Regions from separate parts of the Mus musculus genome. Here regions 1, 2 and 4 are each linked to region 3. A link is a contact called in public promoter capture Hi-C data. All regions are on one chromosome and are shown on one strand. Each heading gives the region's core, a stretch centred on a gene start, on an enhancer-like site or on the middle of the called end of the contact. The rest is flanking DNA. Distances are from core to core; before and after follow the strand shown.

The links. Promoter capture Hi-C pulls out the DNA fragments that hold promoters and counts their contacts.
Region 1: a promoter capture Hi-C map of liver shows a contact between it and region 3. The contact joins the enhancer-like site here to the promoter of 1700112J16Rik in region 3. A contact is called at or near these places in 6 of 39 promoter capture datasets (the C10 cell line, the HPC-7 cell line, hematopoietic stem and progenitor cells and 2 more), 3 of 484 Hi-C or Micro-C datasets (bone marrow-derived macrophages, cerebellar granule neurons and nephron progenitors), 5 of 115 datasets of contacts at active chromatin or transcription factors (double positive thymocytes, embryonic forebrain, extraembryonic endoderm stem cells and 2 more) and 3 of 9 other capture datasets (liver, macrophages and pancreatic islet).
Region 2: a promoter capture Hi-C map of hippocampal neurons shows a contact between it and region 3, with 4 times the contacts expected there. The contact joins the enhancer-like site here to the promoter of 1700112J16Rik in region 3. A contact is called at or near these places in 5 of 39 promoter capture datasets (cranial neural crest, frontonasal cranial neural crest, hippocampal neurons and 2 more), 3 of 115 datasets of contacts at active chromatin or transcription factors (differentiating embryonic stem cells, embryonic stem cells and extraembryonic endoderm stem cells) and 1 of 9 other capture datasets (adipose tissue).
Region 4: a promoter capture Hi-C map of liver shows a contact between it and region 3, with 6 times the contacts expected there. The contact joins the enhancer-like site here to the promoter of 1700112J16Rik in region 3. A contact is called at or near these places in 17 of 39 promoter capture datasets (the 3T3-L1 cell line, 3T3-L1-derived adipocytes, the C10 cell line and 9 more), 2 of 15 datasets of contacts at CTCF or cohesin (the NIH/3T3 cell line and pro-B cells), 5 of 484 Hi-C or Micro-C datasets (the HL-1 cell line, bone marrow-derived DN2 thymocytes, bone marrow-derived macrophages and 1 more), 14 of 115 datasets of contacts at active chromatin or transcription factors (the 230-238 cell line, astrocytes, cardiomyocytes and 11 more) and 3 of 9 other capture datasets (adipose tissue, liver and pancreatic islet).

The regions. Positions count from the first base shown.
Region 1 is chr7:67,484,284-67,490,583 of GRCm38.p6, forward strand. No RefSeq gene overlaps it. Among named protein-coding and RNA genes, the nearest start is that of Gm34079, 33 kb to the right of the region's middle. Within about 2 kb of position 2,983, at least 38 of the 459 cell types and tissues checked have an H3K27ac peak or open chromatin away from gene starts, as enhancers often do. A contact at or near this core is called in cerebellar granule neurons, heart atrium and liver, where this site is marked.
Region 2 is chr7:66,795,355-66,801,453 of GRCm38.p6, forward strand. It overlaps Cers3 (ceramide synthase 3), which reads left to right. Exons shown (of 11, transcript NM_001164201.1): 10 at 432-585. Among named protein-coding and RNA genes, the nearest start is that of Adamts17, 41 kb to the right of the region's middle. Within about 2 kb of position 3,702, at least 16 of the 459 cell types and tissues checked have an H3K27ac peak or open chromatin away from gene starts, as enhancers often do.
Region 3 is chr7:67,217,965-67,223,915 of GRCm38.p6, forward strand. It overlaps 1700112J16Rik (RIKEN cDNA 1700112J16 gene), which reads right to left and starts at 4,494. Exons shown (of 3, transcript NR_131044.1): 1 at 4,280-4,494; 2 at 1,534-2,216. Lysmd4 (LysM, putative peptidoglycan-binding, domain containing 4) reads left to right here and starts at 4,580. Exons shown (of 3, transcript NM_175215.4): 1 at 4,580-4,665; 2 at 5,645-5,927. The coding sequence starts at 5,655.
Region 4 is chr7:67,510,761-67,516,772 of GRCm38.p6, forward strand. Lrrc28 (leucine rich repeat containing 28) reads right to left here. Exons shown (of 10, transcript NM_175124.5): 10 at 2,650-4,418. The coding sequence ends at 4,346. Among named protein-coding and RNA genes, the nearest start is that of Gm34079, 7.0 kb to the right of the region's middle. Within about 2 kb of position 4,336, at least 30 of the 459 cell types and tissues checked have an H3K27ac peak or open chromatin away from gene starts, as enhancers often do. A contact at or near this core is called in adipose tissue, liver and pro-B cells, where this site is marked.

The DNA of each region.
Region 1 (6,300 bases), core at 1,733-4,232, 260 kb after region 3:
GGAAGAAAGGCTTTTCAACATCTTTCCCATAGACCAATGATGACTCTTTGAAGAGATAGGATTTGAACGTTGCATAATGCACACGTGTATTTTAACCCCATATGTAGTAATTAGTATCCCATTAATATATACAATTTTACCTTTTATGCATCAGACAGAAAGTTAATTTAAATAAAAATCTCTATATATATTTGTATGGATGTAGATATATACACAAAGCTATGTGTTGTACACATATGTACATTGTATACATATTTTGCATAGATGTATGAATATAAACACACATGAGAAGGCATGCAGCAAAGGTCTCCAGTGTCACACTGAATTCAGTGTCCCTGTCAGTGTGGTTACAGTGATTTTAGAGCACCCAAAGGCTGTGAATCTTTGCCATATTATCCCATGTCTGTCAGTCGGGGACAAAGGGTTCCTGCTGTGGCCTAGCCTCCCTATTTGACAGCTGATCAGAAAGCCCCAGGGCTCCAGAAGGAGAGCAGTATCTGGTGTCACAGGTGGCCCAGGGTGCACTCCTATCCAATTCCAGGCGCTTTGGACCTGGAAATGACGCTGAAGCCCCAGTTCTGCTAAGATGCCTCTGTCTAAGCTGGACCATTCCTGTTTCACACAAGCACTACTTCCCATGACTGAGTGCTCTGGCCATGCTAGGCAGTCTACTTCCCTGTCACTTACAACCCTGAGGGACCAGGGACCAAAAAAGAAATGCTCAAGCAGGGAGTGGTGAATCAGCCAACAGGATCCGCCTCCTCCTATCCCCAACCCAAGCAGCCTCTTAGTTCCTCCTCTGGTGGAGCTTTCCTGCTTTCACACCCACCTACCCACCCACCTACCCAACCACCCACCTATCTACCCAACCACCCACCCATCTACCCAACCACCCACCCACCCATCTACCCACCCATCCAGCCACCCACCCATCTACCCAGCCACCCATCTACCCATCTACCCAACCACCCACCCACCCACCTACCCACCCATCTACCCACTCACCCATCTACCCCACCTATCTATCTACCCACCACCCATCTATCCACCCATCCACCCACCCAGCCAACCAGCCACGCACGAGTCCACCCAGGCAATCAAAACCCATTCTCCTCCTCTTGTGAGATGCTGTCAGCAGCAAAGATGGTGATCAAGGCAACATGCCATCTCTGAAGGAGGACAAGCACAGTAGACTTTGGGAAAGGAGCCTGCAGAGATGGACCTGACTGGGGGTAAGGATGGATGCTGGAGTCACTTGGACTCTGTGGGAGAAACCATTGCATCCTGGAAGCTCAGTGTGTTTATTATAATGAGGGAACAGATAGGCAGAGTTATTGCATCCAACTGAATGAACAAGGAGGCAGGGTTTATTGTGTACAGCTGGGCCAAAAAGAAAGCTTTAATCCATCCAGTAGAAGCTGGTTCTGTAAGGGGAGCAGCCTTTAGGCTGTAAATATCAGGGCAGGGAGAATGCTTGGGTGGACATTTTCTGCACTTATCAGCATCCACACATGGACCAGAGGATAGCTTAGAGATCCTTCTGAGCCTCGCTCTGGGGGAGGGGTGGGGGAGGGGTGGGGGAGGGGTGGGGGAGGGGAGGCTTTGCCATTTTCTCATAGGCCTGAGGTTAGTGTCCTTGCCATGACAGTGCCCATGTCAATAGCCCATACCCACTCAGGCACTCACACGCATGGCTTCCTCCACCCTCCACAGGAGCCTGAGTATGAAGAGGAGGGGATGAGAGGAAGGACTCAAACCAGAGAAGCCAAGGACGCAGAGGGGAGAGGTGGCTGTAGGTAACTGTATTCACAACTCGAAACTGATCATCAGCCGAGCTCTACCAGAGAGAAGTCTGGGAACAGAGACCCCAAACAGCCCGTGAGGGCAGGGGTGGGAGTCCCCAGTGGCTGCATGCAGGAGGGGGATCTGTGGAGTTCTGCATGGCTGCTGATCCAGGGCACCAGTGCCATGGAGCCCACCCTGGAAAGGAAAAAGTCCGTGGAGACCTGGGAGGAATGCATTGTCATCAGCAGACCGATGTGCCACGCTCGTTACTGAATCATTGGGGTGACTCCAAGTTTTAAAATACAATTTCTAGGTGCATGCCATCTTCTACGTGGGGAGCAGCAGGTGCTACAACTGGAGAGTCTCCTACACCATCTCCTCTGACTACCCCATTTTGGATGTACTCAGGGATCTTCTTTCCAGGGCAAACCAGTCAGAGTACCCTCCCCCCCACTTAGACTACACTCGTAAGCCTCCATGTTGTTCTCTACCCTCAGCCCAGCCAGTCTGCTGCAGGATGGGACTCTATGCAACCTGTGCACTGTTCTCACCTCATCCGGCCACCTGAGATGTCCCCCTTGGAACAGCCCCAGGGATGCCTCTTGGTGCCTCTGCTATGTTCCTGGGCCTTCTGGCTTCACCTTCTGCTGAGGGCTCTCGCTTGAGAGAGCCCCTGGACTGCTTCAGCTGTGCTCACACCTTGGTTCACCGGTGTCTGCATTGATGGCTCGGGAGAGTTCTTGCCTCACCCGTTTCCAAATCACAGCAAAAAGGTTGAAAAGGAGGAGGCATGGAGGAGGAAGAGAAGGGGGAAGAAGAAGAGGAGGAAGGGGAGGAGGAGGGATGGAGGAGGAAGAGGGAGGAGAAAGAGGGGGGAGGAGGGATAGAGGAGGAAGGGGAGGGGGAGGAGGAGGAGGAAGCAGAGGCAGAGGAGGTAGCAGCTGTGCTGTGGGATAATGAAAAAGATGATTTCAAAACAGCTGGGTGATAATCACACCTCTGCTGCCATCCCAAGAGCCCCCATAGCCCATTTCCTCATGTGGAAATGGGGCTGGCTCCTGCACATCTGGAAGTGATTGAGAATCCAGTGACTACATCTCTGACTGCAGGTGCTTTTCCCGTGCTGGTGCTGGGACCAAAGGTTGCGCTCAGGCATCCGCTCTATTTCTGTGCTCTGTATCTCTGAGTATACAGTTACTGCTTAATCAATGCTGATGACCACGAGGCAAGGCTGTGGCCTGGCAAGGGCAGGCCAGCAGATTCTGCTGAGCCACACAAAGGCTGCACCAATGCAAAGGTGGAAGACCACAGAGAAGAGCAGAGGAGCAGCGTCCCCTGAGGACACTCACAGGGGAGTGGAGACTAGGAAGGGACCAGCAGAACCTACAAACAGCGCCATAGCCTTCTGCCAGCCACAGATGTAGCTGGACGGCGTGCTTGACCTGAAATGCCCAGCAGACAGCCTGGATCAGAAATTGGGCTGTAACCCAAGCCAATGCACGTACGGAGCCAGAGCTGTCGGCCAGCTCCCTGAGCCTGGTGGGGTTCTGTGGTGGGGCCTGCACATGTACAGGAGACAGGGCACGGTTGAGGAGCAGGCAGACGCCCGCATGCCCCAGCCTATCCTGGTATGTGAAGATGAAGACCTGGAAAGTGGTTCTGAGCATCTGCCCCCCACCCCCACCCCCGCACCCCGCTTCCACAACCCAGTCAGGATGATCTGAGAGGGCAGCCTTAAGGCTTACAGCATTCACCCCAGACCTGGCAACTTCCTTCCCAGCCCCAGGGTGGGATCAGTTGCATGGTCCCTGCCCAAGAAGAGTGACCACCATCTCTTCTAAATTGGCTAAGGCAGACTCAGGCTGGAGCCCAGATCCTCATGCCAAGTTGGCATTTGGCCCGAGCTACAAAACCCAAGCTCACTGCTGGCAGGAGGGCAGGGCTGAAGCATTCTGGGCACAGATGGGCCAGGAGAGCTTCTGCCCTTCACACCACCCCTGCCATCCACCCAAGGCCCCGTGGAGAGTATCCGATACTCGGGAGGGTCTCTGCTTTCTATCAGATGCTTGAGGCTCGAGCAAAGTGATCCTGAAACAATGTCAGATCTGAGGACAGCCCCTCCCGCTCTCCCAGTGAATCTTGCCAAGCCTGATCACAACACAGCAGACATCGAGAGGGAAAGGTCAGGCGGCCGGACCTCCTGAAGCTGGGAGCAGGTGGCCTCTGGAGCCAGAGGGCCAAGTGGCTCAGCTCACAGGAACAGGTAGGTAGCAGTGACTCTGAGGATCGTAGGTCCTGGCTGCTGGCCCTGAGCAGACAAGTGTGGTCCCCCACTGTTGTGGCTGGGACACTTCAGGTCAGTGCCTTGGCCTATATCCTCGCAGGCCTGATTTGTGTGTCAGTGCAAACGGAGACAGCTATTTTCCATTAGACGCCGTGATTGGGTTTCTCTTATCCAGCTTTGTCCACTCTTCTGTCACATCAAGGACCCACATTTCCTACAGTGGTCACCCCATGCTCTGGTTTGAATCTCAAAGGCCCACGTGTTAAAGGTTTGGTCCCCAGTGTGGCACTTTGGGGAGGCTATGATACTTTCAGGAAGAGGGGAGCCCACCGAAGGCTCTTGGCCCTTACATGGGACCACCACTTAGGAAACCAACATTTACAAACCCCCTACTGTGTGCCAGTAAGCGCCATGTTATCACTTCCTCCACACATTGTCCCTCTAGGTAAGCTCTGCTAACATTAGCCCCATTTCACAGATAAGGAAATCTGAGTCTCTCATGACTGAGCAGAGGTGGCTAGGAATCCCTTGTCTGCCTAGCTCTCCCTACATGCTCTCTCCTGTGCAGACACAGTCCTGACCTCCTAGGAAGTAGTGGTCCCAGAGCCCACCACCTATGAGAATGGATGTCTGTTTCCAGTGGGAATATCAGAGGCCTGGGACCAGGCCAAAGTGGGGGCTCAGCAGCTTGAGCCCACTGTGCCCAGTGAGAATACCTCATGTACAGACTCTTTAGGGACCCCCCTCACTTTCATGACCCTGGAGGAACCAAGCCAAGACTCTTCCAGTTCGTTTTCTGTCACCGTAACAGCACATCTGAGATTTAACTTAGAAATGGCTCATTTGGACCAGTTATAAAGGTCTCAATCCACAGCAGTGGGGCCCACTGTTTTGGGCCTTGAGTGAGATCACATGCTATAGAGAAAATGGATCTGGAGCAGACTGTTTTCTTTATACCAGGAAGCTGAGCAGGAGGGGGTGGGAGGGGCTGCGGTTCCACAACCCCATCCAAGACACGCCCCCATGCATCTAAGAACCTCTGGTGGGCTCCCATCTTCCTGAAGGTATCACAGACTCCCCAAAGTGCTACACTGAGGACCAAACCTTTTTAACATGTGGGCCTTTGAGATTCAAACCAGAGCATGGGGTGACCACTGTAGGAAATGAAGGTCTTTGAGGTGAAGCAAGCTGGTCGAGAGAAACTAAATCACGTCTAATAGAAAATGTTCTCAAGTGGAGGTTTTCTTAAGTGTGTTATCCATGTATCTCTGATGACCTATGGCAGAGGCTTGCCTGTACCAAATGCTGCAGGTGACAGTGGAGGCTCTTAGGGACAGGGCAACCTTGGTGGAAAAGCTTAGACATGGCCAAACCTTTAACAGCACCTGTGTATATGGTGAACCCATGGCTGAATTTCCTTGTGTAATGATAGTTAGGATGCATCAGGGAAGTAAACACGGTCCTAATCTGAGGGGAATTTAAAGGTGGGAGGAGTTGAGTGTCCCCCGGCAGGCTGCCTGAGGTCCTAGGGGCTTCTCCATCTTCTGCAGCCTATTGACCTGGAGGGTGTGGGAGGTAACCAGATAGTGGCTGGGCTGGATCTGGACTGGGTCTGGTCACATTCTATTCTTTCCATTCTCAGTCAAAACCTCCCCAGCTCCCCCATTTAAATAGCACTTCCTATGTCGACAAATTATAAAACTGCTATAGCTCACCCCCGGAGTCTTCAGGCTGGATTTCTTTTTGCAAGGCAGACAGGTACTAAGGTATGTGTGTGTGGGGTGGGGTGGAAGGGTGGAAGGGTGGGGGTGAGGAGACATAGGAGCAGAGGGCTCCACCGGCAGGTAGGTGGTTTTGTGCAATGCAGATTCCCTCCCCACGACATTTTGAGGTGATCCCAGGAATGAGGTAGGTGGGATCAGAGCCTGTGTGGGGCTTTAGGAATGGGACATCCTTCCAGCCTCAACAGATCACTCCGGGTACGGCTGAAGGATCCCACCCTGGCTGTCTGAAAAGTCAATAAAAGTAAAAAGCAAAGCCTTAAGCAGCTAGGGGTGGGGGCAACTGGGGAAAGAGCTGGGGAACAAAGAGGCAAAGGTAGAAAGGTTAAGCAAGCCCCGGGCCTAAAGAACTTCCCAAAACCTGTAACTTCTAGGAGTGGCTACTGCACCAGCCAGGGGAAAGAATGGCCATCCTGCAGTATGTGAGCAGGGGCTGAGATGCTAATGTGG
Region 2 (6,099 bases), core at 2,452-4,951, 420 kb before region 3:
TTGGCCTTGTGTATGCTAAGTACCTACTGTCAGGGAACTACATCCTGACCCTCTCATGCCATGGTTGACATCAAGTAAATGAAACCATGTCATAAGGGGCCACATGTAAGCCTGTGTCGTCTCTCTTGCTTCCATGGCTTCTCTCTTCCTGGAAGCTAAAGCTTTTCTGTTTTCCTAGGAGCAGGGGCTGTCAAACAGGAAGTGGCATGGAACATCTTTCTTTTCATTTTTTTCCTCAGGAAACAGGCTATACTTTTTGATTGTCTGTGAAGTATGATATAAATTCTAATATCACATTTTCTTTCCTATAGAGAATTTTCTGGACATCTTTTGCTATTAAGGACTGGTGTACTTTGGGAAGGGAAAAATGTGTTTTCTCATTGTGATTCACCAGTGCTTTGACCAACGAGTTTTCCCAACTTTTCCCACAGGATTCTGTACTGCACTCTGATCCTGCCTTTGCACTATCTCGAGCCCTTCTTCTCCTACATCTTCCTCAACCTCCAACTCATGATCCTTCAGGGCCTCCACGTTTACTGGGGTTACTTTATCCTGAAGATGCTCAACAGATGCATATTCACGCAGGTAAGGCTCCCCAAGTCGGAGATGTTTCTACACTGCAGTCTCAATTATCTGAATAAAAGCGAGGTTCAGACAGCATATCATGGTGTTCACTTACATTTTCTTGCAAGCACATTATTTGCTTTTTTGATTGACAGGGAACAGAAGCTAGGCCCTTATGCTTGTTATATTCTACAGCTAGGCTACCTCACTGGCACATTCAAAGTGAAGGACAATGAGTATAAAGCTGAGTAGTTTTAACCAGTATCATTTATTTTTCTTGGTTTGATTGGTTTTGTTTGAGGTGCTGGGGATCAAACCCAGGGCCTTTCACATACTAGAATGGTGTTCCACCAGTGAACTGTTGTCTGACTTTTATGATAAAGACATTTTCTGTAGTATAGATTTCTCAGGAGAGGCTCTTTGATTTAGGGGATCAAGGAATAGCTCAGTGGTAGAGCAGGTTTCAGGCATCTGAAGTACTGAAGAGGAAGAAAGACTTTATTTTAGAGGGCATGGCAGTTGGTAAATTTTTTTAATCCCAAAACACGGCTACTAGTCTGAGAATCCTTTGCGTTAAAATTTATTTAGTTTTGAGATATGTGAGTATGTGTTTTGTAAATATAAATATATATATTACACACACATAATATATATATGTATATATATATATATATATCTCACATTTGTGTGTGTGTGTGTGTGTGGTGCAGGTATATGTGTGTATGCAGCTGCACAAGCATGGATGGAGTCAGGGGTCAGTGTCAGCTGTCTTCCTCAATCATTCTCCACCTTTGTTTTGAGACAGAGTCTCTCACTGAGCCTAAGCTCTCTGATTTGGCTATTCTGCTTGGCCAGCAAGTTCCGGGCTCTGCCTTTTTGATACTGAGATTACAGATATGTTCCACTACTGTGTGCAGCTTTCCCGTCAGTGCTAGGGATCTCACCTAAAGTTCTCATGCAAGCACTTTACTGCTGATCCATCTCCCCAGCCCCAGATAAGCTTTTAGATGAGTGCATGGCATTTCAGAGCTTTCTGTTTCTTTGCTGAACTTCCAGTTTGTATGTAACACTTTTTCCATGAGCTTGCTTCTGCTTTTGGAATATTGCCCATCATTTGGCTGTAGTTTGTTTCTGGGGGAAAAATTTGCTAAATACAGCTACACATTGTTTAACTACAGATCACGTTCAAAGATGCATTGCTGGATGATGAAGTCATTATGTGAACTCACACAGACCTAGTTGGCACTGACTGCTCCATACTTAGGCTATATTAGCATACTGCTTCTTGGGTCAAGGTGAACATAACATCATGAGGATAATTGGAGCACAAGATAAAATGATGGAGGACTCTAAAGACTGAGATGTATGAAACTGGGCTAGAGCAACACAGCAACACCTTTATAATTTGCTCCTATATAAATATGCAAAGGGTTTCACTGTATGATAATTATGAGAGCTATACAGTAAATATATAAGTAAGTAATATTCATTAATCATCAAGTTCTATATATTATGCATTATTATCTCTGCTGTAATTTTGTGCACCCAGCAGTACAGCAGGTTTACCTACACCATCATCACCCCACATGTTCAAGTAACATACTACACTTCAGTGTCAAGACAGCTGCTACCCCCCTGGACAATGGGCACTTGTCATCGTCAGTCATTGTACTCTTACAGGACTAGCAGTACACATGTGATTTCAAGACCAAAAGATGGTTCTGTAATACACAACTGTAATACCAATTCCTAATACCCTTTAGATACTTGACAGTTTATGTTTGTTCATTTTGTATTTGCTCTGGACTTTTAATTTCAGAAGTAGTAAGGGCAGGACTTGAGAAATGCATAAGACACAAACACTGACTTAGAGAAGTGACTCACTGGCTACAATTACAGTGTATGAAGTATGCTAACCAGTCAGTCTGGGCCGTGCTTTGGAAGCAGAAGTCACTGGCTCTGAGGACGAGCATGGGTTCTTCTGCTGATGGGATTTGACTTGGAAGCAAGTAAAGAAAGTCAGACTAGTTGTGTGTGCCTAAATGAACTTCATTAAGTATCTTCTGGGGTGATAGTTAGAGCTGGTTCACTCTGGGGTGCCACCACCTGTGTGTAACAGCCTTGTTCCACTGTGAGGAGTTGTGTGCAACAAGTAGCTGCTTTGTCAAACCTGATTTATTTATTTTCTACTGTAGTAAGTTTACCTGAAAGACCCCTGAAGAGGGAACAAATGAAACAGGTACTGCTGTCACTGGCCTCTGAGTTCCCAGCCATCTATGAGCATCTAGATTTAGAGATCTGAGTTTAGGGATTAATCTTTATCTTACCTGGATTGATATTTTTTAAACTAAACCCTGAGATATTTTTGTTTTCCTTAAACTTCTGACATGGGTTTTGTTTGGGACTTTTCCCCCTGGAGACAGGGTCTTACTAGGTCATCTTGGCTGGCCTAGAACTTACTATGTAGACCACACTGACTTATACAGATTATCCTGCCTCTACCTCCTGAGCCCTGGGATTAAATTTGTGAACGACTCCTGGCTTCCTGGTTTTTTTTTTTTTTTTAAATTGACTTTCCCTTAAATTTGGGAGTACCAGAAAATTAACTTCCACTAAATGTTCCAGATCAACATTCTAGCTCATGAGAATTCTAAATATTTTCCTATGAAAACGTTACTTCTACACCAAAAAATTGAAGAAACAGAGATGAGGTTCCAAGGTGGACAGTTAAACAAATGATGTTAGTAGTTAGCATAAAGACACAGCCTTCAGATTAACCTGTGGTACCATCTGGTCAGGCCTTCCTGAACCTCCTGTCCTTCTACAGGAACTGTCCTCATATTAACTGGTGAGTGACATAATTCTAGGTCTGGTAGGAAGCCATTGGCCACACTTGGAGGTCAATGGACACCCTTGTTTGGTTTTACTGTGACTTTAACATTTCTGATGTCTAACAGATCATGCCAGGCCCGATTAGAAATGCAGCAGTCTGGCAGACACTGAGCAAGAATCCCTGATTCCTCATGCTGTCCTTGGGAAAAGCTGTTTCCAATTGCAATTTGACAGGATCATGGCCCCGCAGCCCTAATACTTGCCATGCGCATGACTTCAGCTGGCTTGCACATGTGATCTCTTTTTCTGCTGCAGTGGCAAAACTGGCTGTGAATCTAGCAAACTCCTCCAAAGCCGTTAAGCCTCCCTTTAAAGAATGGCATTTGAAGGCAGAGTTGCATTGCAAAGGGAGAGAAGGGAGCTGAAAGTCTTAGAGGACCAAGGAAACCGACTGCCAACTCTGCTTCAAAAGCTTTTAGCATTTCACGCAACTTAAGCTGTTACGAAGCTGACTAATTCTTGGATACTTTAAAAATGGAATTACAGAAGTTTATAAATCTCTAAAAATGTCTTTTAAGTCTTACAGTGGAGATTAAGAATTTGTCTCTTCAATTCCTTTACATGGAGCAGGCTCTCAGAAAATATGAGAATTTGTAGAGCTAGGTAATTTTTGGTAAACAAACCACAGTTTTTTAGGTGTTGTTGTGTGACAAAACTTTTCCTGGGGAGATGCAACATACATGTCTACTCACCCCCAACAGGGAACCCCCAACAGACAAAGTATGGATACCACTAAAGTACAATTTGATGAACCAATGAGTTTTATTGGGGTGACTTACAGGAGCAGAATTGGTTCACAGACAGCTGTGTCATTAAATCCCACCCCAGCTGGGTGGCAGCTCACCAAAGCTAAACTGCACAGCCTATGGGCAGTTCAACAGTTTGATGAGTGTCCTTTTCAGGTGCCTCAGTTGGCCTAAACCTCATCCAGGCTTCCAGGCATACAGGCTGATCTGGTCTCACATTGTTATTTGCAGTTTGGCTTAACTGGGTCTGAAAAGGTCTCTAAGTTTTTGTTGCTTACTTTCGGAGGGAGGGGCCTAATGAATATGGTCCACTTCAGGGACTTCCTGAAGATATTTTGAGTTGTTTACTTTTCTGTTTAAAGAGCTTCCCTTCAGGATGGAATGTTTCAATCCCAGAGCAAAATAATAAACAGCAACTAGAAAGTTATAAAATAACGATTTAATAATGTTTGGACCCCATATATTTGTATAGCAGGCTGAAAAGAAGGCTAAAATTAGCATGTAATAGTCCCTTCTTTTTCAAATCAGAGGCCTTGCATGTATATACAAATTGAGGGATGTCCACTACTTGTTTTTATTCTTTAATAGCTGAAAGTAAGACTACCGCTACAGGACTGGGGCAGAGGATCAGTCTGTAAAGTGCTTGCCTTGCAAGCAGGAGGGCCTGAATTTAATCCTGAGACCCATGAGAAGTCAGGTGTGATGACACATCTTGTGACCTCAGTGCTTGAGAGGCAGGGACAGAAGAGTCCCTTTGGTTTGCTGACCAGCTAGCTCATCCTAATTGATGAGCTTTAGGCCAATGAGGATCATGGACCCAAAGGAGGTGGATGGCATTCCTAAGGATGGTACCCAAGGTTGCTACCTACCTTCACACATAAACACATGCACTCACAAACCTCCATACATGTGCACCCATCCACACATGAATATGCACACATGCATGAATAAAAATAATATAGCTATAGTTTAAAGTTACATGCATAGATCATGCTCAGCAGACATCCTGCTGCTTGGAAATAGACTTGACACTGAAACTTGATTCTTATAAAAATGGGCAGTTTTCCTGATGAGCTACCAGTCCACACACATCACATGAGGAAACATGGCAAGCTGACATATTTATCTTGTCATTCTCCACATAAACACAAGAAGGGCTTTTAGAGGAAATTGGAAGCAACATAGCGCACTTTTATTTAACATGAATTTAAGAGATTTGATCATTCTTAAGCCCCTCATTTCTTCTCTGAATGTCACCGTGGGTCCTGGCCAACTCAAGTATGTCTCTGTGACATCTTGTACTGGTGAATAGCAAAGGCATTCGGGAGGAGCCAGAGAACACAGCCACCATAACCTGGTTGGAGCCTGACCTATGGTAACCTTGGCAGTCTGGCCCAGCCTCCTGAAACTGGCAATCAGTGTCTGTTGCATTCACAGAGTGGCACTTGGCCGGCCCTGCACTGAGTCGATGAAGAATGGAACAGGTTAGGAACCATGAGGAAACTGATTGTTCCAGCCTAGCCAGAATTTACACAGAGATTTCATGACAAAGCCCGTGCTGGAACTGAGGTTCCCCAGTGGGGAAAACTTCACCCTTTGTTTTAGGCATTATTTGAATTAAGTGTAGAAAGTGAATAACTAGAAAAGTGAAAATACTTGCCTGGAGTCAAAAATAGCAAGTAACATGAACATACCAAGTACTCAAAATATGAGATTAAAAGGCAGCACAGGGCCGAGGGTGTGACTCATCTGACAAAGTTCTTGCTGTGCAAGAGTGAGGATCAGCGTTCAAAACCCGAATCCGTAGCAGAATGTCACCACACCCGTAATTCTGGCACTAAGAAAATGGGACAAGGGAAGATCCCTGGGAGTCGCTGGCCACTGAACTGGACCCTGG
Region 3 (5,951 bases), core at 3,244-5,743:
AGTCTGAGCAGGCCTCATTCAAAGCTTCAGTGGTCCTGTGTGGGGAGTGAGACAGTGGACTTGTGTGGGGAGTAGCTGCCTTGCAGGGGTGAGACAGTGGACTTGTGTGGGGAGTAGCTGCCGTGCCGGGGTGAGAATTTTTGACAGGATGGCTGCCTCCACAACACCCATTTCACCATAAGCAGCCAGCAAACTCACCACTCAAGTAGAGCATATAGTCTTTTTTAAAATTATGGTTCCGTGTATAGCGTGCTCACCTAGCGTGCCTGAGGCCCTGGGTTTGATCCCCAGCACCCATAAAACTACACTTGGTGGCTCATACCTGTAATTCTATTACACTATTGGTAGAAGCAGGAGGGTCGAGAGTTCAAGGTTAACTTCAGCTATGTGGTGAGTTTGAAACTAGCTTGAGAGCAGTGATGAGTCCATCCTCGCTCCTCCCTTCCGCCACATGGTCCATTTGTACCTTGTTACTATAGAATGTTTGTTACTATAGAATACTGCCATGAGGGCATTTATACAGGGCAGAGATGTTTCTTACCATCCTGGAGGTGGAGGAGTCTGACAGCAAGGTGCCAGGAGGCTTTGTTGTCTGCTTGGGGAAGGCTTCTCTGCTTCAAAGATGGCGTGTGTTTCTGGGGTTGGAGGTCAAGAAGAGCTGGGTTTTCTCTCAGCCCCAAGTGGAAAGGAAAGCAAGCAATCTGACGGCCACCAAGCTTCCTTTAGTTATCCCCAACATACTTTTTTTTTTTTTAATTATTTGAGAATTTTATACAGTGCACCCTGATCACACTTGCTTTCCATTCTTTCCAGGTTCACCCTCTCACTCTGGCACTCTCCCTCCAAAAGAACCACAAAACAACAACAACAACAACAACAACAACAACACAACAACAACAACAACAACAACAACAACCCAAGTCAAATTTGTGTTGCCCATATACGCATTGGAGCATTGTCAAACTCCCAGTGGCCAGCCCCTGAAAGAAAGCTGAGTTCTCCCACCCGGGCCAGACACCATCAACTGTGAACAGCATCTTATCACAATTTTGGGGGTGGAGTGAGTTTGGTGGGTTTCTCTGTGTAACAGCCCTGGCTGTCCTGGAATTCATGCTATAGACCAGGCTGACCTTGAACTCACAAAGATCTGACTGCCTCTCCCTCTTGAGTGCTGGGATTAAAGGCTTGTGACACCACACCTGCCTCTCTTGATCACAGATTTTAAGGTCTCTCTTCAACAGCTTACTGTCTGGACTGTTTATCTGGTGGGTGGGTGGGGGCTTCTTAAGTGAGGGCTTTAATCCTGTTACTGTGTAATACAAACTCCTGTATCTTAGAAGCCCCTAGCACTAACATGCAGCTCTGTCTCTGAGCTCATATACTCCAAGATCTCATGCAAATGGAATCATAGTATATTTGCCCTTTTCTAATTGGCTTTACTTCTCTCAACACAACGTCCTCAGGAGACATACATGCTATAGTGTGCATCGGGAGTTTCTCTCATTTCAGGGTTAAGTAATATTCCACGTATACCTGTCACATTTGCTGTATCCATGCACCTGTTGATCGGTGCCTTCTGGGCTGGGCCCAACCTTTTAGTGCCCGTGAGAACTGTGTCATGCGCATTTGGCATACAGACCTGCTTTCCATCCTCTCTGTTATGTGCCTAGAAGTGGGCTGAATCATCCAAGTCTATGTTTAATTATTTGAGGACTTCACACCCCTTTTAACTCAAGCTTACTGAGAAGTATTTAAATCCTTAAGTTCATCTTCTTTGAGTACCATGAAACAAGCTTTGACCAGTATTACAGCTTAGACCATGGCTGTTCTTTCCACAAAGTTCTTTGAGACGCTTTGCAAACAAATCCCATTCTGTGTTTCCATCTCTGACAACCGCGGGTCTGATTTCTGTTTCTATTCTCCTGCCAACCCCACGATGTCATTTAAGGAGTTTCTTTCCCTTGGCATTGTGCTTCTGAGATGTGCTTAGGCCACATTCATCATGGGCTACTTTTCATTCTGAGGGACAGTTTCTGAGGGAAAATTATCACCATCAACTTTGCCATTCATGGATTGAGTTGGTTGATTATGAATAGCCCACGAGTGTCTCTTCCTGTTCTGGTCTTCATGTCTTGGGTAAACACCAACAGAGGAATTAGCATGGCCATCTTTTCAGAGCCCCGGGTCTTTGCAGCATTCCCATGGAGCACTGATATCTTGAGGAAATAAAAAAAAATTGGATCTTGCTTAGATTTAATGGATCTGAGCGGAACAAGGGATCAGAAGGCTGTCCGGTGCCCCTTCTTGAGAAACTTGGGAGTAGACAGGGCCCTGGAGGTGTTGAATTAAGCCTTCCGAACCTGGATATAAATCCCAGATGCTGGGGCTCAGGTCAAAGGTTAGCCAGAGAAAGTTGAAGGACTGGAAAAATGGGGTGAGGGGAGACCCTGGCAATGAGGTCAACAAAGTGGGGGTGTCAAACCCCACCTTAAGAACCTTTAAATGACCACCCACAGCATACAGACAAGAATGTGGGTATGGCTCTGGGAAAACCCAGCTATTCTAAAGTAAGGACCTTCAGTCAGCCCTGACTTGCAGCAGGCAGAGAGTGAGTGGCCAAAAGAAACCTTTTGATGGCCCGTGGGAAACCTCTAAAACAGTCCAACCCAGAAGGCACCGCACTCCCCAAGGATGTCTGAAGGGATGTGACTCCAGTTGACATCCACTTAACACAGCTCACCCTGTCCAACAGGTTCCTGTCTCCAGGAACTTCCCCATCCTCAGCCCTGAGGATGACTGTGATATAAATGAATTCAAGGAGGATTAAAGGTCACCTGACAAACTTGTCGCTGTGTAGAATAAGGCTGGGCACTCTAGACGTTCCTGTTAGGGCCCAGGCTCCATCAGTTTCAGCTGCTTTGACAAAGTGCCTCAGACTCATTCCCACAGTTCCATAAAAGGAAAACCAAGTCAAGGTGGAGGCGTGGTGTAGGTCTGGGGGGGCTGGGGCTGCCATCTAGGCACACACCTCACACTGCTGTCTTCACACTTGAGTATTCTCCTCTATAGACTGGGATCTGATATAATCCCTGCTAGTCTGAAGACCAAATGTTGCTGGGATGATCCCTGGTGAGTGTTCAGCACACACAGCTCATGAGGTAAGAGGGGAAAGCTGGCTACAATGAGAAGCATAAACATTCATTTTCCACGAAAGGAATTCATATTCAGGCTTGCCATAGACTGACTTGTGTCCCCTTTCCTTCCTGTTGAAACCCTACCCTCTGAAGTGAGCTTTTAAGGTGGAGCCTTAAAGAGGGGACTGGGTCAGTGCCCTTGTGAAGGGCTTGGCTTAGACTCTTTAAAAGAAATAAAAAATTAAAAGACAAAACTTTCGACATTCCATGGCAGTTCTGCTTAGCCCTGGAGTTCAGAGCCATATTCAGAAAGCTAAATAGTTGGCCCCTGCTACCTTGCATCCTCTATCCCAGGAGAAGGCTGGACTTGGGAGGGGACAACATGTTTGACAAGGGTTGAAGGATATCCGAGTGGATACCTCTGGTGATGGGGTGGGTCTCCACTAACTTGGGATCAGATCAGTGGACCTGTTCATGTGGCTGGGCACCTGGCCCACTCTGATAGGTGGGACATAGCGTTCATACTTCTCAGGCAGCCTCATCCAAGCCTGTAAACTGTCACAAACCACAAATACCTCAGTGGGAAACACATGTGCTGGGTATATTAGCGAGGCTCACCTCCTGGGTTGGGGGGCAAAGTAAACAAATGTTTAAACAGATGTTTAAAGCCAGAAAGAAGAGTCCTGTGGCTAGCAGAGAGGGCCATGACCTGGTGCTTTCCTGGCCTTAGACATTTAGAGTAAGACTTTTAGTTTTATTCTAAATCATAGGAAGAATTTCTGGGCTCTTGTTTCAATGTTGATTCCCAGACAGGCTTAGCACCTTGGTTCAGCGGCCAGCCATCTGCATTCTTTGGTGTAATGCCTGCCCACGACACTTAGTTTCTTCCTTATTCATTGGATGAGTCTTACTCCATTAAGGATTTTAATCTTGGTTACAAAACAATGCCACAGGTTCTCCGCCCTTTTCCAAATAGCAGGGACGCTCTGGCTGGCCAGATGATACATATTCTCCTTTATCCAATTCTGGTCTGTGTTGTCAGGGCAACATTTCACATCCCTGGACTTCTGTTTATCTCTGGGCAGGGGCTGGCAACCATTCGGCCCCTCAAAGGATACTGGGTCGAAGATTCAGGTTGAGGCTACCTGGGTCAGGCCTCTCGAGTGGCGCACCGCCGTACTGGGTACGCTCCTGGCCACGGATCAGGACGCACATGGGTCAAAGGTCTCTCCTGCCGGGAAGAAGACCGAGGCTTAGCAGAAAGCTGTGGCCACCGAGGAGGCCAAGATACCTGGCTCAGAAGGGGAAACCGGGAACAGCTGGGATAAATGACATAGGAGCACAAGTCCAGGGTCCACGCTGGAGCCCCGCCCATCAGGGCCCGCCCTCATTCTGACCTCTCAGCACCTCCCGGCTCTGCCAGGGCCCGCCCTCCTCTGAAGTCATTGGTTGGCTCTTAGTCCCCGCCCCCGGAAGACCTGCTTTTTGCAGCCAATCGGCGGGCGCGGTGGCGGTGAAGCCTGGGAGCGAGGTACCCGAACCTGGAGCAGGGTCTGCTGGGTTGACTTGGGGGGCCAGGGCTTCTGGCCCTGTCACTGTGGGCTCAGTGGAGGGCTGCCAATCCAGGGCCAGTGCCTGTGTCCACAGAGGGCTGGTGCCGGCTTGCGGGAGTGGCAGGATGTGTATTCTTTGGAAAGTTGGGGCCGGGCCTGTTTAGGCCCAGGGGCGGGGACGTCTGAAATTTGTTTTGTCTCCTGCTTAATGACAGCCCACCTGTCATTGGAGGGAAACTGAGGCCTCTTTTGGCCGCCCCGGGTGCCAGGGGCTCAGAATTTGAGACCAGAGGGAGATACCTGAGGTTGGCTGTTCCCTTAAAGGGCCATGCAGAAGGGACCGCCAGGAATGCCTGGAGTCTCATTCCAGCCATTTGGAAGGGAAAGGTTGGTTGTGGCTCTGGCGTTTGACTCCAGGTGGCAATAAGGGGACCGTGGGGGTGAAATGAGTCCAGAATGACTGTGAGAAACGGACAAATTGAAATTTGATAGGTTTTTCCATTGCTCATCAATTAGGTCACGTCAGCCAGGGTCAAAATAAGAGAACTATGGTTGTTCCCAGCTTCTGTCCTTTCCCCTGAAGACACCTTGGGATGCCTAATGAGGTTTTTGTCCAAAGATTCTAAGTGTAAGATTCTCAGTGTCAGAGAGCTGAGAACAGTTGTCACCTCACACAGTGCTGAGACACAGTGGTTTCTTCTGTGGGCTAGGGGAAGCACAGCTGGGGGTGGGGAAGAAGGGTGGGGAATCTTTTTTGCACACAGTAAGCACTTAGGGAAAGTATGATCTTATTCTGTGTCAGTATCAGGTGGACAGGTGTGAGGATGTCCTTCTGTCCTGATGCTGTTTGTTTGATATTGGCAATATTAGGAAGTTACTAACGAGACAGTCCTCTTTAGGAAGCCAGAGGAAAATGAATAGCATTTGTGTGGAATTAACTCCAGGTCTGATTTTCAGTTAAGAGAAAATGAGGCAGAAGGAAGTGTTAGCCAAGAGCTTCCAAGGTCCAGCTGCTGTCTGCAGGACTCCAAACAGCCACGTTTACATGTTCAACAATGGCAGCGGGGACTCTGGGGACTCCTCTGAGGAAGAGTCACATCAGGTGGTGTTACGACCCCGGGGCAAGGAGCACCAGAAGAACAGCAGCCAACGGCCAGGAGCAGGCACCATGGTTCTGCTGCAGCGGGAGCTGGCTCAGGAAGACAGCCTCAACAAGCTGGCTCTCCAGTATGGCTGCAAAGTAAGCTGACCTCAGTCCCTCTGC
Region 4 (6,012 bases), core at 3,086-5,585, 290 kb after region 3:
GCTTTGGATACTACCAGGCCTTTCTTGAACAAGAATAGGACCCTCTGGACATGCAGAGCTCTGCATTGTGAGTGTCCATCTGACTACTCTCAGGAAAGGGACATCAAAGCTTCCTTCCTCAAACCCTCTGGCTGCCTCATTCCTTTAAAATGCTTAGCCCATGGCTAGTTCCACAGGCCACCCACTAGATCTAGCAGCCACATGGTAATCAATTCTCTGAAGATCTCCCAGCAAATGTAGCATTGGAAAAGCTGTGATCACAGCTGGCAAGCTCACATGATCTGGAAATGAGGACCCGAGAAAGGCCCAGCCATCCTGCCCCACCGTGTGGCCCCTGCACAGCTGCTAGCTCAGTTTTGTGTCCTGCAGTAGAGATGGGAACGGGGCAGGTTATTATAATCAAGGCCCCCCAGTCTGTCGAGGCCCATCAAACACTGCCTGGATTGCTGCACTTTTTAGTAATTGTTGAGTTCTGAAAAAAAGTGGATTCTAACACCCTGGACAATTTTCTCTTTGCTTTTATACAGTATGGAGAATTTTCAAATGTCTTTTACCCACCACTTTACTGGCTCTGACCAAAATATATAATGTCCCCTTTCCCTTAACAAAATGAATTTGTTTGAAACAGTGAAGACTCTACCACCTACGTTTCTGAGCATTCACATAATTCAAGTTCAGTTATTCTAAAGATATCAATTATTCCATAAGCGTATGACCAAACTACACATAATACACATTTTAGACAAAGACTATGCTCCAAGTGAATGTATGTGTACGTACATGTACATACACACACCCCCTTAGGACAGTATGAAGAAAGAAAACCTGATAGTCTTTATACAGATAAAAAGGTAATCCTCTCCCTACAGCAAAGTGACAAACCCAAACCTAGTAACTCTTGTGTATTAATTACATGTAAAAATGATCTCCAACCCACCCTCTGTCCCGCCTTCGCTGTGGCTGCCAGCACTTCGCTGTCTCTGAAGTGCAAAGGAGCATGCAGTCAGTCCCGCATGCTTCAAAGGGCATCTTAGACTGAGAAGCACCGTCTTTTTCTGAGGATGACAGTCGCTGGGCTATGCTCAATGCCTTTCCTACAGACACCTGCATCACTTAGATCACTAGCTCATGTCACTGGGAGGTACTTCCTGGATGGGGACAGTCACACTTGGGTTTAAACATGGAGCTCTTTTCAGGGGTATGTGCTCGTTGAATCCTCTCTGCTTTAAGAAAAGGCAGGATGTTCAGAGTTCCTGGGGAAACACAGCAGAGCTTCACGGGGGCAAACTAGAAGGCAATCACAAAACTCAAATTATGTGCTGGCCCAGGGTTCTATTACAGTTCACAAATATAAAGAGTGCATTATGTCTCAGTATCTAGTCACCGGAGCTTTCATGGTGTCTGTCCATTCCCAATCTGGGTTCATAATTTAAAAATAAATTTTAATTTCCACCGAAGCATTTATCACACCTGAGCTTTCTATAGTCAAAATAAGGTCTGAGTTTTCAACCTGAGAAATTGAACTTTACTAATAACTTTAAAGCTGGTTTGAAAGTCCCCGGAGACTGTGAAATACATGTATATATTTAAACAAAATTGCACGTGGAGCCTGTAAAGTGGTGAAGGATTCTTCTTAGACTGTATTTTAACTCATCATCCTCGATGTGAGACAAACGTGAGATGCTTGTCAGTCAGTCGGTGAGTTGTCTGTGAAAGGCTGTCGTGAGTGTTCATGACCAAAAGTGGTTCAAGAAGAGGACCAGAGAGCAAGCCCAGTTCACCACTCTGCTCTGCCAGTCAGAGTTGAAACTCCTCAACAACTAAAAGTTACTATATAAATGCATAAAACTGTCAACATTTAAATTACACATATGCAATATGTATATCTATTACACATATATACTAGTTGAAAATACAGAATTTTTCACTTGCACAATGTTAATGTAATCAGGACTTTTTTTTGCTATGGTAACAATTATACTGAAAAGCATCAGTGGAGAATCAACTAAAAAGGCCTCTTTGGTTCGATTATACATCATAGAAAGACCTGTCCTCAAAGGCTAGCTTAGCTTTTAACTTAGCATTAATCAACCACACATGGGATGAAGATGAAAACTTACCTAAACAGATTACATTTTCCAAGCAGCCTTATTATATTATTATTATTGTATGAAATATCTGTCTATCTGATCAGAAGAAACAACATATAGGGCTGGAGGTATAGCTCAGCAATAGGGTACTTACTCAGCATGCAGTATCTCCAGGAAAGGGAGGGAGAAGAAGGAAGGGGGAAGAGGGAGAGAAGGACAGAGGGAGGGAGGGAACGAGGGAGAGGGAGGAAAGAAGATACAAAATAAGTCTTGCTTTTTTCCCAAAGCTTTAGACACAACTGGAGTACACAGCATACAGGCAGGATCCCCTCGGTTGATAGCAGCTTTTTATAATAGCAAAAGATTAATGATGATGTCAGGGAGTCCAGCACAAGGTCTCCATGAGGAACAGCACCAGAGAAACCACCTTGTAAGTTCTACTTCTCATCAATTAAGTCCAGATACTGTACCCTAAGGTTGAGAGTGACAGCCTAGAGGTTGTGTGTCCAGGCCCTGCTGTGGTTCAGTACACTGCAGTAACAGGAGGAGAGAAGACACCTGGAGTGTAAACACCTTTATTAAGAATTTAAACAAGTTAGAACAAAAGTATCCCACACCTTCTCTCAATGAGAATTCCTGAGTATCAGGGTGACATTTCATAGCTCCACTTAAGACATAAGATGGTCGAGGGCAAAACACAGATGCAGCCCTGTGTTTCCCTGTCGTTCAATTAAGTCAAGCACGGATGTGAAGTGTCAGGCCACATTTTCCTGCCTTCAGCTTATATACATGTCGGGGTTGTGCTGAAACTTCCATTCTTCCGAAAGGATGAAAGAAGAGATACACTTGATCCAGACGCTCAGCTCCTATTATACTGTAGGCCTTTGAAATATTAAGGCTGAACAGAGCAAGTTGTGAAAGGGACGGGAGGAAGTAGGGACAGTGGCCACACATGGCATGCATGGCCGCTTTCTGCCTCTGCCATTACTTGGAAGAGTCTGCTTTTCAGGCAGCAGGTGGTGTGACTGCAAAGAGATCACACACTTGTCAGTAACTATGTAGGATTTTTGGCACTGTTAGAGCCTAGAATTACAGTCAGGCTGGCTAACAAAATGTCACCAACCAAAGTTTTGGGAAATAGCTTTCCCACCAAGCAAGCCTTCTTGATTCCCCTTTCAGTCTTGTCTTACATAAATCATACCAGTAAACAGAGAACTTTTACCCCCCCCCCAAAGCAGCCCAACGAACACCTGAAAGTAAAACAGATTATGGTGGCATCCTTTCAGAGGAAGAGCCAATCAGCTGTCCCCCCAGAGAGCTCATCTCTCTGGCAAGGGAAAGCTCATGGGATTTTTGCAAAGGTGGGATGTGGACCCGTTCATTCCTTCTGTTTCCCTAGGGAGAAGTCAGAGGAAAATGAAGGCAATTTCATGTACCGGGTAAATACCACTAAGCCCCATCCACAGCAGAGCATCAGATGCCTCAAACTTCCCAATTATAGGAAAATCTTAGCAAAAAAAAAAAAAAAAAAATTCAAAACTTCTTTTTCTATAGTAGTTTAGAACAAAAGTATATTTAATTTGTGTCTACATTTTTGTTTTTAAATCCCTCTCAAAAAATGTCTTCCTAGGTTGCAAAACTTAGAAATAAGACAGGAAGTTTCCAGAGGGCGTGTGCTCTGGAGCCAGCTGTGCCTCTGCAGGAGCCTAGCTGCTCCAGCCCGGGCACCCTGCCCTGCTATGCTGGCTGCTGAGGCCATAGGCGTTGCAGAGACTCTAGAAAGTGACAAGTTTCCAATGGAGAAGCTCCTAAGAATAATCTCCAGGGGAAATCATCCTCTGGGGGAAGGCAGGATCATCACCAAACGTATGTCATCCAACAGTTAATTTGGTTCTATTATCAAATTAAGAGTTCTTCAGGGAACTGCAGCTCGCTTTAAATTAGATGTGGGGAAGCTCATTTGACTAAGTTTATATATGAGACACACTCACATACAAAGAAAAACACAGAAGACAACACGTCCTTCATTTGGGGGAGGATGTATTCCGACTTGAGGGAAAAGCGAAGGCCTTTTAGTTGTGAAGCCCAATCAGGACATTCCCAGAGTTCAGCACGGCCCTCCTCAGGACAGGGCAGGCAGGATGGAAGGGTCTGTCCTGCCTGGCTGGACTCTCCTGGCCTGGCCGCACACACTGGCGATGGAAGGCAGTCGCAGTGGCTGAGCTGGCAGTGCTCCTAAGGCTCTCGAGTGTTTATCAACACAGCAGGTTAAAAGTCCGCAGACACTGGGTGGAGCAGCAGTAAGCCACGAAGCCAATACTTGTCCTCCTGGGGGTGGGGAGAGACAGAGGGAGAGAGGAACACTGTTAGCTCAGGAGTGCAGCGTCTGGTTCTTCCCCACTGGAGACACTTCATTCTTTGTTAGAACAAGTGACTAGGCATGAATAGCAGATTGCATTGTAGAAATGTAAGGTGCCGTTTTCAATCTAAGCCCAGGCTGCAGGTAAGGCGTGTGTGTGCATGTGTGCCCCTTCTGTTAGAGGGTTTGGATGACAACCATACCTGTTAACAGCTAAGCTTTTTCATCTTCTAAAGGGCAATCAAAGAACATGAAATACATTATAAAAGTCTCAGCTAAGTATATTTTTTCACATCTATATTTCCATTACCTGGAGGCTGAGGCAGGAGGATTGCTATGGGTTCCAGGGCAGCCTGAGGTACAGAGTCAGACCCTGTCTCAAAACGAAAACAACAACAACAACAACATAAAAAGAAAAAGCACCACCAATTTAGCTATAAAACACACAGGCTGCAGAGCGTGAGTCCTCCCTACCATCTGAAGGAATCCATCCTCACGCATTCGCACAGAGCGCTCACAGAATAATTTCAGAAGGCTTATGTGACTCCAAGGTCTTACATAATGGAGATGCTCTTCTCCTGCTTGGGCACCTTTGCCTGGTGAGTCACGAGTTCCCTGGGGATCCTCATGTGCTTTGGACAGCACAGGCTCGTAGAGGCTCCTCTTCCCACCCAGAGAGCCGACGTCTGGTGTGGGGAGAGTGCTTTGCTGTTTTCCCAGGACGGCCTGTGCTGACTGCTCAGCACTGAATCCTAACTCTGCCTTTCTCCCTTGAAGCTGCACTGCTCATCATGTGCACTCAAAATGTCAGATGGAGTGACAGAGAGTGGCAAGGCTCTGGGAGAGCGAGCAGTTGGAACACTCAAAAGCCACAGCATCATGGAAGTCTGTGGGGTGAGAGAGCCAGTTCTGACTGAACAGAATTAAAGACCAACCAAACTAACTAACCAAAACTCAGATATGCTTAATGTCTTCCAGCCCCAGTTCAAGACACAGTGAGAGAATTTCTATGGTGACCCTTAAAAAATAATTTTCTCATGAGCTAAAAGATATGGCTGAAGCCCACATTCAGAGGATAGCAAATCAGATACCAGACTAAAGGTATCTTGTTTTTCATATGTAAGTGTGTGTAGTGTGGGTGCCTGTTTGAATGTGCATGTGTATGCATAAATGTGGGGACCAGATGCAGATACAGTGCATCTTCCTTGATCTTCCCGCCTTGTATACTGAGGCAGGGGTTCCTCGGTTGAACCTAGAGCTCTCAGTTCAACTAGACTGGCTGCTTGGCTCACTTTTCCTGGGGACTGGAATTACAGACAAGGTGGTCTGCCAACACCACTTTATGTAGGTGCTGTGGATCCCAACTGAAGCTGGCCCACCTGTGCATCAATTACTGCTTAGCGCTGGGAAAGGGCTATGTGAAGGTCTTTAGGTAAGGCAAAGATCTGGGTTGATGAGGACAGGAACTTAAGGCTTTGAACAGAACTAATCTAAGAATCTTGAGCCTTTAGAAATTTCATCATATTGGAAACCAATCTATCTCCTAAGAACATTAATGTTCTC